2 separate regions of the Zea mays genome follow, and region 1 is linked to region 2. Evidence: chromatin contacts called from public Hi-C data. All regions are on one chromosome and are shown on one strand. Each heading gives the region's core, a stretch centred on a gene start, on an enhancer-like site or on the middle of the called end of the contact. The rest is flanking DNA. Distances are from core to core; before and after follow the strand shown.

Region 1 (4,701 bases), core at 1,428-3,927, 290 kb before region 2:
ATTTTAAGAGAGAGGAAGTATTATATACAATGAAATACTTAGGAATTGTTAAACCTTATTGCAGGTTAAGGATTGAGATTTATTTCTATTCATTTTTAAATTTTTTAACTAAACTTAATTAATTACTTACAAAAATCGTGATCATCCCTAATTGTGTGTGAGCATGTTCTGTACGTGGAGTTCTATACTGCACGTGCAAATGGTACAAAAAAATTGATGTACAAAAATGTTATGGCAAAAGATATGTTCAATGTCAAAAAATGGCACGGTTAAAAAAATCTATTAAGAAAACCACTTTAAGACCGTTCGGTTCTTAGAGAACCATTGACTAGTACCATTTATAACCGGATTATTTATCTAATTTATATGAGATTTGATCAGCTAGAATAATATCTAGATAGATTCCTCGAAAAAACGAACAAGGCCTTAATATGCTTTTGGTGTTACACATGAAAAAAAATTAGAGCATCTCCAACAAAATATTTTAAAATAGTGTCCCAAAAATTAAAATTCTACAACACTTAACATATTTAGGGCACTAAAACAAACTGTCAACAGTTATGCCCTAAATCATGTATTTTGGGAAGTAAACTATACTGTTCGGAAAAAATATCGAGAATGATGAAAAAAGAATGATATGACACTAACATGAGGTATAGTATATTTGAGTCACTTTATGGTGTGCCCTATATTTTTTTGGAATAAATTTACATAAACCTCTTATCTTTAGTGTGTGGTCTACTTTACATCATAATATTCAAAACTGATTGTTTAACCCTGTCAGCTTTACAAACAAGACAAATTGCCACTAGACATTTTTAGTTGGTGGTTTTGATAACTTGCCACTGATTTAAGTGACAATAGTTTTGCCTTTTTCAATTATATCATTTAATAGTATCCAAAACTGATATAATTTTAAAAACAGTAATTAGATATTATGTCTGCCCATGTTTTTCTGAAATTTTAGGAGTAACAGATTAATTACTAAAAATTAAAAACTAAATAAGAAACTTAATATTTTTTCTCTGATTTATTTCTTATCTTGTGAGGCTATTTTTTTACTAAAGATAAATAGTACTATAACTAAACTGCTAATTGTTTGTTGATTTTATTAAACAAGTTAAGTATTCTTTCTTCTAACTACTAACTAAATCAATTTTACATTTATTTTTTATAAACACTTAACAAACAATAATAAAATAATATCCAATTGTTACATAAACTTTCTCTCACCTAAAATAACATATAAAATATTTCTATATTTTTTCGAGAACTTTATATAGGTTTAAATTTAATATTCTCTGAAAATTCTAGAAATATTTGTATATATTAGTTTAGTTAAGAAAAGGTCTTTGTAAAAATTGGATATCATTTTATTACTGTTTGCTAAGTGTTTCTAAAAAGACAAATGGAAAATTAATTTAGTTAGTATTATAAGAAAGACTACTTAACTTGATTAATAAAATCAACAAAAATTCCAGTTGTTTTAATAGTGTTATTTAGCTTTAGTAAAAATTTTAGTCTCAGAAGATAAAAAATGAATCGAAGAAAAAAAATATTAAGTTCTTTTTATATAATTTTTTCTTTTTATCAATTAAGTTGTTACTTATAAAATTTTAGAAAAAATAGGGCATATATAATATCTAATTACTTGTTTTTGTGTAAAATTATTTAAATTTTGAATATTATTAGATGAAAGAATTAAAAAAGACAAAACTGTTGTCACTTAAGTGAATGTCATGTCATTAAAACCAACAACTAAAACTGTACAATGGTTATTTATCTGGTTTTGCAAAGCTGAGAGGATTAAACAATTGATTTTGAAGATGGGGTAAAGTAGACCACACTAAATATCATGGGTTATGTAAACTTATTCCTATATTTTTCTGACAAAAACCTATAAAATAGAGCACGGTTAGAGCTATTTTTTATAATTAGAGTCCTATTTTTAAAAATAGGATACTGATTCAAACTTTACCACGGCTTTGTCTATTTCATTGGGCTATATCTATATCTTACCCTAGTTCAAACTTTATAAAAACTCACTCAACCAAATTACTTCGCACTCATAACTTCCAATAAATTTACCAAATAAATTGTACCCAGCTGTAACACAATAATAATTAATGGTTTAGATCGTTGTATAATCTCATCTTCCTTTCTTACTTAAATTTAATAAATAATATTATTTGAATTATCTCTCAACTCTTACTCTTTCCTACGATCTCGATACCATCAATCCCTTCCCTTCTCTCTTCTCGCTAGATTCGTAACGTTAGTACGTGATATATAATAGTATAGCGGTCTCGTCATCCGTATACATACAAACAAATACTGAATTGTTATCTTGGAGGCTCGCGCGAGGCATGCGCAAAAATAAATACCCTCCTTGAGACACTAGGTCAAAGGATTTTAGTATCTTACCGGTGGTGTAGTAGAATAGTACTCATCAATAGTACAATAAGTACAAGGACATTATTGTTCTTATTTTGCATCCGATGGCGCCGGTGTGTATATATGTGTGTCGTCTCCCGCTTCGTCGACGACACGCTGCAAACTTGTCCCATCCCTAGCAACAAAAAAAGAAAAGAAAATGGACATCAAGATCCCGTTGATTGTGGTAGCCTTCGTTATTCTCCTCCTCCTCTGCAGCAGGCTCATCAGGGGCTACACGAAGCCATCATCAGCGGCAGCGCTTCGCCTGCCATCAGGGCCATGGCAGCTGCCGCTCATCGGCAGCCTGCACCACCTCCTGCTGTCGCGCTTCAGCGACCTGCCCCACCGGGCGCTGCGCGAGATGTCCGGAACCTACGGGCCGCTCATGATGCTCCGCTTCGGCGCCGTGCCCACGCTGGTGGTCTCCTCCGCCGAGGCCGCCAGGGAGGTGATGAGGACGCACGACCTCGCCTTCTGCGACCGCAGCCTGACCGTCACCTTCGACACCATCAGCTGTGGGGGCAAGGACCTCATCTTCTCCCCCTACAACGCCCACTGGCGCGAGCTCCGCAAGCTGTGCATGCTCGAGCTCTTCAGCCAGCGCCGCGTGCTCACGTTCCGGGGCATCCGGGAGCAGGAGGTGGCGCACCTCCTGCGCTCCGTCTCCGGGGAGTCCGCCGACGGCCGGCCCGTCAACCTCAGCGAGGGGATCTGCCGCATGATCAACGACATCGCCGCGCGCACGGTCGTCGGCAACCGGTGTAAGTACCGGGACGAGTACATGCGCGAGCTGGACGAAGTGGTGCGGCTGGCCGGCGGGTTCAACCTGGCGGACCTGTACCCGTCCTCGCGGCTGGTGCGCCGGTTCAGCGCCGCCGCGAGGGACGCCAGGAGGTGCCAGAGGAACATGTACCGCATCATCCAGAGCATCATCGAGGAGCGTGAAGCCATGCCGACGCCGGAGCGTGACGAGGAGGACCTTCTCGCTGTCCTCTTGAGGCTGCAGAAAGAAGGTGGCCTGCAGTTTGCTCTCACCAACGAGATAGTCAGCGCCGTCATTTTCGTAAGATTGGCTTACTTTAATTACGTTAAACACACGACACTTATTCAAAAACTCAAGGCATATTATGTTTCCTTCTTTAAACTAACCTGTTCTAATTTAATTAGCATCACACATGCAAACAAAAAAAATTAAAACAGTAAACATTAGTAACTCATGTTTAACACCTATATACAACAATGAAAAAATAAAAATAACTATCCTTTTCCTATAAAATATTTTGATTTATTTCCGACCGCAATATGGATACTTTATTTATGTTTATACGGTACGATCGTGAATATATATATATATATATGAAGCTCCCGACTTCTAAATTGTACTGAAAGTTCTGACCGACCACCCTTGTGATCTGGTTGGACCATACTGGCGCGTGCAACAGGTCAAACCTCTCCCTTGCGCGTTAGTCAAACTCCCGGTCCAACATCGCAATATGGATACTTTAATTACGTTTATACTGTACGATCACGAAGATATATATACATATATAGTTGGTATATTAGAAGCATTGAGCTACCAATAGTTAGAGAAAGCCCTGATCGATCACTCCTGCGACCTGACTGGATCAAGCCGACGTGTCCACCCACACCCCAAGTCAGGCTATCGGGTGCGCCCCCACTATATGTCTGTGTACATAAAATTTAGGAAAGCATGCATGAGTAAAACATGTTTCCCTGCATGCGCGTAAATTTAGGAAAAAATGTATGATAATTTCTATTTTTAAATGTTTTATTTTCTCCATAAATATAGGATCGTTGCAACAGCTATGCAACTAGACTCGTCAGGACCAGTTTATGATATATACTTATACTAATATTCTACACTGTGTAGATATTTATGCAATTCGGTACACTGCGTAAAAATCTGATATCATTAACTATTACACAAAAACCTCGTCATGTGCAAGTTTAACGGATCCTCATGGGGAACAGGGTTGGAGAATACTTCCCTGTCCCATTTACCCATCGGGGGAGAATTTTCCCCCGATTACAACCCTGTGGGGGAAGAAACTTCGCCATCCACATTCCCTAGTGAAAGAATTCCCTGTAGGGAATCGAGGATCGAGCCCCGTTGCCATATCTAGTCACTTTTCTAACCTTAGGCATGGAAAACGGTTACAACCGACACAATGAATCAAACATACCCTAAGTGAGAGTTTCTTCCTTTGTGCGTTGTCTTTCCAGTGAGCGCAAAAAGGAAAATAA
Region 2 (4,864 bases), core at 1,391-3,890:
TTTGAATGGAGAGCAGCTTCTCACACTTTATATCAGAACCTCAGAACCTAATGACTTCATGATCAATATAATCCTTTTGATTTTGAATGGAGAGCAGCTTCTCACACTTTATATCAGAACCTAATGACTTCATTCAAATAGTTGTTTTACTTGTGTGCTGTACCTTATCATGACAGTTTTACATGTAGCCCTGTTTTCTGTCTTCAGTTTATACCTTCTTATGCCTCAGTATTCCCTTTTTTACTTCTCTTCTAGTTTTTTTGTTCTTCCTTTGTTGACTTTTGTTATTGTGGCTTGCAGCTCAAACTGGCAATTACGGTGGGTATTGTTGGACTCCCTAATGTTGGCAAGAGCAGTCTGATCAACAGCCTGAAGAGGTCCCGAGTGGTTAATGTCGGTTCCACTCCAGGGGTTACTAGATCAATGCAAGAAGTTCAATTAGACAAGAAGGTAAAGTTGTTGGATTGTCCTGGTGTTGTTATGCTCAAATCTTCCAACAGCGGTGTGTCTGTAGCTCTTCGAAACTGCAAAAGAGTTGAGAAAATGGAAGATCCAGTCACTCCTGGTAAGCTAGTTTGCATGTTTGTGTCATTTCTGTTAGCTCTGTTATTTATTCTAGTTCATCTTCTTAGAAGGGCAGACCTGGTGCAGTGGTGAGAGCTGTCTCACACTCTCACTGAGTCACTAGGTCACGGGTTCGAAACGGTCTCTCCACATTTCTAGGGCGAAGGCTTGGTTCATTTTATTCTTTTCCTAGACGCTAACGCTGCTGATGCGGGAGCCTCTGGCACTGGGTCTGCCCTAGTTATAGCCTTCTTATAGTTTTATTCTTTAGATACTAGCCATTTGATGATAAGCTAGTGTATAATGTGACCAGAAGTGCAATACTTGACATGTTCTATGCTTTCTCTGTTTTTGATGTTTTTAGTTAAGGAGATCCTTGGTATTTGCCCACATGAGAAGTTGCTGTCTATGTATAAGGTTCCAAGCTTCAGTTCAGTTGATGATTTCCTTCAGAAAGTATCAACTGTACGGGGGAAATTGAAAAAGGGTGGTGTGGTGGATGTTGAAGCTGCTGCGAGAATTGTGCTTCATGACTGGAATGAAGGTATGTCTGATAATTTTTGTAATGAACTTCTTGAATTCTTGTCACTAGTGACCTGATCCTATCATTTTTAGGTAAAATACCATATTTTACACTGCCACCTAAAAGAGATGCTGTGGAGGACTCAGATGTAGTGATTATATCAGAAGATGGGAAAGAATTTAATATTGATGAAATTTACAAAGCTGAGTCTTCATATATTGGTGGTTTGAAGTCCATTGAGGAGTTCCATCATATTGAGATTCCTCCTAATGCTCCACCGGCAATTGACGAAGAGATGCTAGAGGTAATAATCTCAACGCTAGTGGCTTTCTGTGGATTAAATTTATTTAATGTGGCAACCACTGTAGATTTCGTGCCATCTTGCTACCAGTTAGTTCCCTGTTTGGTTCCTTGTAATGGCCAGATGCGTTCTTTGTGATATTGTTTTGCATGGTCGCTGGTCCGGGCTCAGCACTATACGCTTATGTTAGGAGGTTTCATTTCAAATCTATTGACCAACAGTTTTTTTTAAGATCATCTGTCTATGATCCTTATAAACAGCATAATGAAACTGGCGTCATGATAAAAAGGTAGTGCTTGCTCTCTGGTGAAAACACCTGTAGAAATCATCCATAGGTTATGTTTGAACTACACAATGTCGGAATCCGGCGAGCCTACAGAGGTGAGCAGCACCTCACTTAAACACACACACACACTGAATTGGGCTAGAGGTGGAAGGGAAGTTAGTACAGAGCACACACCGAGTTCATCTGGTTCTATTGCATAGTAGTGTATATACGACTCTAGCTAGGATCGGTGAGAGGTTCACCAACTACAAGTACAGCTAGGACACCTACTTGTACTATAGCCACTGCTTGCTACAGCTGGCTGCAGCAAAACAACAGGAGCAATTAGCGGATTATCTCGCACATAATCCATATGCAAGAATTTCTGCCCAACATGCTTTGCTGCACTAGGAATCTTGTGCTCGGCCTTGTCATTTTGACTCTTGTTTTGCACTGAAACCAGGATGGCAGCAAACCAAGTGAACCCGCTCAGGAAAACCGGGAGGAGCAAATGTCTGACGCGAACGACCCACAAGGAAGCAAGCCAGCCACCGCCAGCACGCAGAACGACAAGTTGTACACCGCCGAGGGCATACTCGACCCTCGCAAGAGGAAAGCAGAGAAGAAACGGCGCAAGGCGAACAGGTTCAGTGTGCTGAACGACATGGACGCGGACTACGATTTCAAGGTGGATTACCAGATGGAGGACGCCGCGGATGGTGAAGACGAAGACGCTGGGGATGAAGCCAAGGAGGATAATGAGCCGATGACTGGCGTCGACGATTCGTGAAATTTTGGCCCCTTCGTCGTGTATGAGGTGATGGCTAGGCTCAGCGGGGGTTGCAAAATTGACCCACCAAGGTTTTGTGCTCAGTTTGCTTGTTTAATGAAAAGATTATACTATGAGAAGGCTTGCGTTTTACCTGTTCCAGTACCTACTTTTACCTGCTTTTGCATAAGTTGCATTCATTGATCTTGATGCGCTATCGGTCGCATTCATTTACCATGATGACGCGTTATCCAGAGTTGCTACCAAAACGTCAGCGTACCAAAATTTCTCTACTTAAAATCTAGCTGTGGTATCATTTAAATCAATATATCAGATGTCATGTATGAATGATGATTGATGAATACCTGATATGTTCAAGGCCAAATCTTTGGTAGTCGTCGTCGTTGGGACAAAAATCAAAAGAAAAACAAACACGACAGAAATTTTATACCCATGCCCTTCGCATGTAGTTGCAGTGAAAAGGCTCTTTTGTATTTTTGTATATAGGCGCTGCCGTCCTTCAACTTCAAGTCACGCGAACTGAAATGCAGCCAAGCCCTCCAGCGCCGCAACCAACGCCCGACTCACTCCCGCCGCGAGCACTTCCCACCCAAGCGGCGATGGCGACGCAGGACGAGCTCCAGGCGGCCGTCGCCGCGGTCACGGAGAAGAAGCGCCGCCTCCGGGAGGCATTCGACCGCCTCGTCTCCTGCGCCCCGGTCCCTGTCCCCTTCCGCTGGGAGGACGTCGACGCGCACCTCGCCGCCATCTTCCGCCACCTCGGCTCCACCCACGCCGACGTCATAGCCATCGCTGGGGGTCCAGCCACCGCTGCTCACCACTTCCAGTTCCAGCACACGGTCAAGGAGGAGCAGGACCAGGAACGCCGCGTCGGGCGCGGCGCGTCGGAGGAGGGACAAGGTAGCAATGCGGAGGAAGGCAGGAGCGCGTCGTCGCACCAGGAACGCGGGGAGGAGGAAGGGGAGGTCCGGGAGGCGTCAGTTGCGCGTCCCGACCGAGAAGCCGACGAAGCGGGCAACATTCTCGGGGCGGAGGCGGTTCCAGAGCAGCTAGACGACGAGAAGGAGGATGACATGGGGACAATCGTGGCGTCTCCCCACCAACGCAATGATGGCATCGAGATGGTAGTGGAGGAGGAGGAGGAGGCCGTCAAGGGGAACGCAGACAGAGAAGGCCGCGAGGACGAGGCGGAGGAAGGGGAGTGGCGGCAGCAGCATCCGCACGCCGCAGGCGGGGGAGAGACGTCGTCGGCTCTGGCGAAAGCCGTCGCCGCGGCGTGCGCGAACATGGACCCCTCCGCGCTGGTGGACTCGCTGCGCGTCAGCGGCAGGAGCTCCCCCCGCGCGTTCCTCCCGGCGCTGCTCGGCGCCCCGGACCCCCACGCTCTCCTTGTCCGTGCCGTCGGCGGCGTTTTGGACATGGCCTCAGCGGAGCGCGACGCGAGCAAGTGGTGGTGCGCAAACTGCGTCGCGCTGGTCGAATGCGCGCCCCGCCTCCCCGCGCCGTCGCCGGACGCGCTGGCGCATGCAAAGCGCCTGGCGGGGCGCTGGAAGGAGATGGTGGTTGCGGGCCCTGCGGGTGGCGGGGACACGGGCGGGATGGCCGGATGGGGCCTTCTCACCTTCATTGCTTCCTACGACATTGCCCCGGAGTTCGATGCTGATGAGATCATCCGTCTCTTCGGTGATATCGCGTCTGAGGTGAAGGACAACTGCGTTGAGCTCTGCAAGCGGCTTGGCCTCATCGGAAAGATGACTGGTACATACTGTGTTCCTCGACTTGCTCTTAGCAAGGGAAATTGGGGGCTTAAATTTTCTTGCTATTTAAAATTGAATAGGAAGGGAATTTTAGCTTCTCCAATCCTCTCCATTCTCCTCCCAAACATGCCCCATAAATTTACTTGTTTCATATCTTGTGCTTATTGCATAATCTATTCTACGACACAGTGCGCGTAGATGAACGTTCGTTCATCTGTATGTTGTACGTAGTTTACTTGGGATCAATATATTAGGATATACAACAGCTTAAACTTTAGTGTGGTGCCAATCTCTCTACTCTTTACTGGATTGCAGTGGCACTGAGAAGCAAATTGCAGGATATTTTGATCTATTCCTTTTCTTGTTAGTACTATGCACTTCCTTTCCTTTATAGTGACAAATTCACATTCATTGTCGCAGCCGTCGAATCGACATTTTAATCACTTAAGTAACTGGGATTATTTATTGCTAGATACGTGTCATATTGTTCAGACATGGCATCACCTAGACCATTTATGCCAGTCTACTACTTTGGTGGTTGGAAGCTGAATCTGCCTTCTACATGAATGCTGTACGATTTCATATCTGTCTGACAAAAATACGATGAGCTGCTGATTTTTCCTCCATTGTTATGTTTGCAGTTATTTCGTGTTATGGAATCATC

The links. Hi-C and Micro-C count contacts between places; a contact is called where the count stands out from the background.
Region 1: a Hi-C map of tassel shows a contact between it and region 2, with 2.0 times the contacts expected there. The contact joins the promoter of LOC100382177 here to the promoter of LOC110008575 in region 2. A contact is called at or near these places in 2 of 25 Hi-C or Micro-C datasets (ear and tassel).

Annotation. Positions count from the first base shown.
Region 1 is chr1:253,987,476-253,992,176 of Zm-B73-REFERENCE-NAM-5.0, reverse strand. It overlaps LOC100382177, which reads left to right and starts at 2,677. Exons shown (of 2, transcript NM_001174937.1): 1 at 2,677-3,499. The coding sequence starts at 2,798.
Region 2 is chr1:253,701,604-253,706,467 of Zm-B73-REFERENCE-NAM-5.0, reverse strand. LOC110008575 reads left to right here and starts at 2,640. Exons shown (of 3, transcript NM_001350091.1): 1 at 2,640-4,201. The coding sequence starts at 2,968. LOC100275579 reads left to right here. Exons shown (of 8, transcript NM_001349681.1): 5 at 301-565; 6 at 929-1,108; 7 at 1,180-1,391; 8 at 2,117-2,560. The coding sequence ends at 2,443.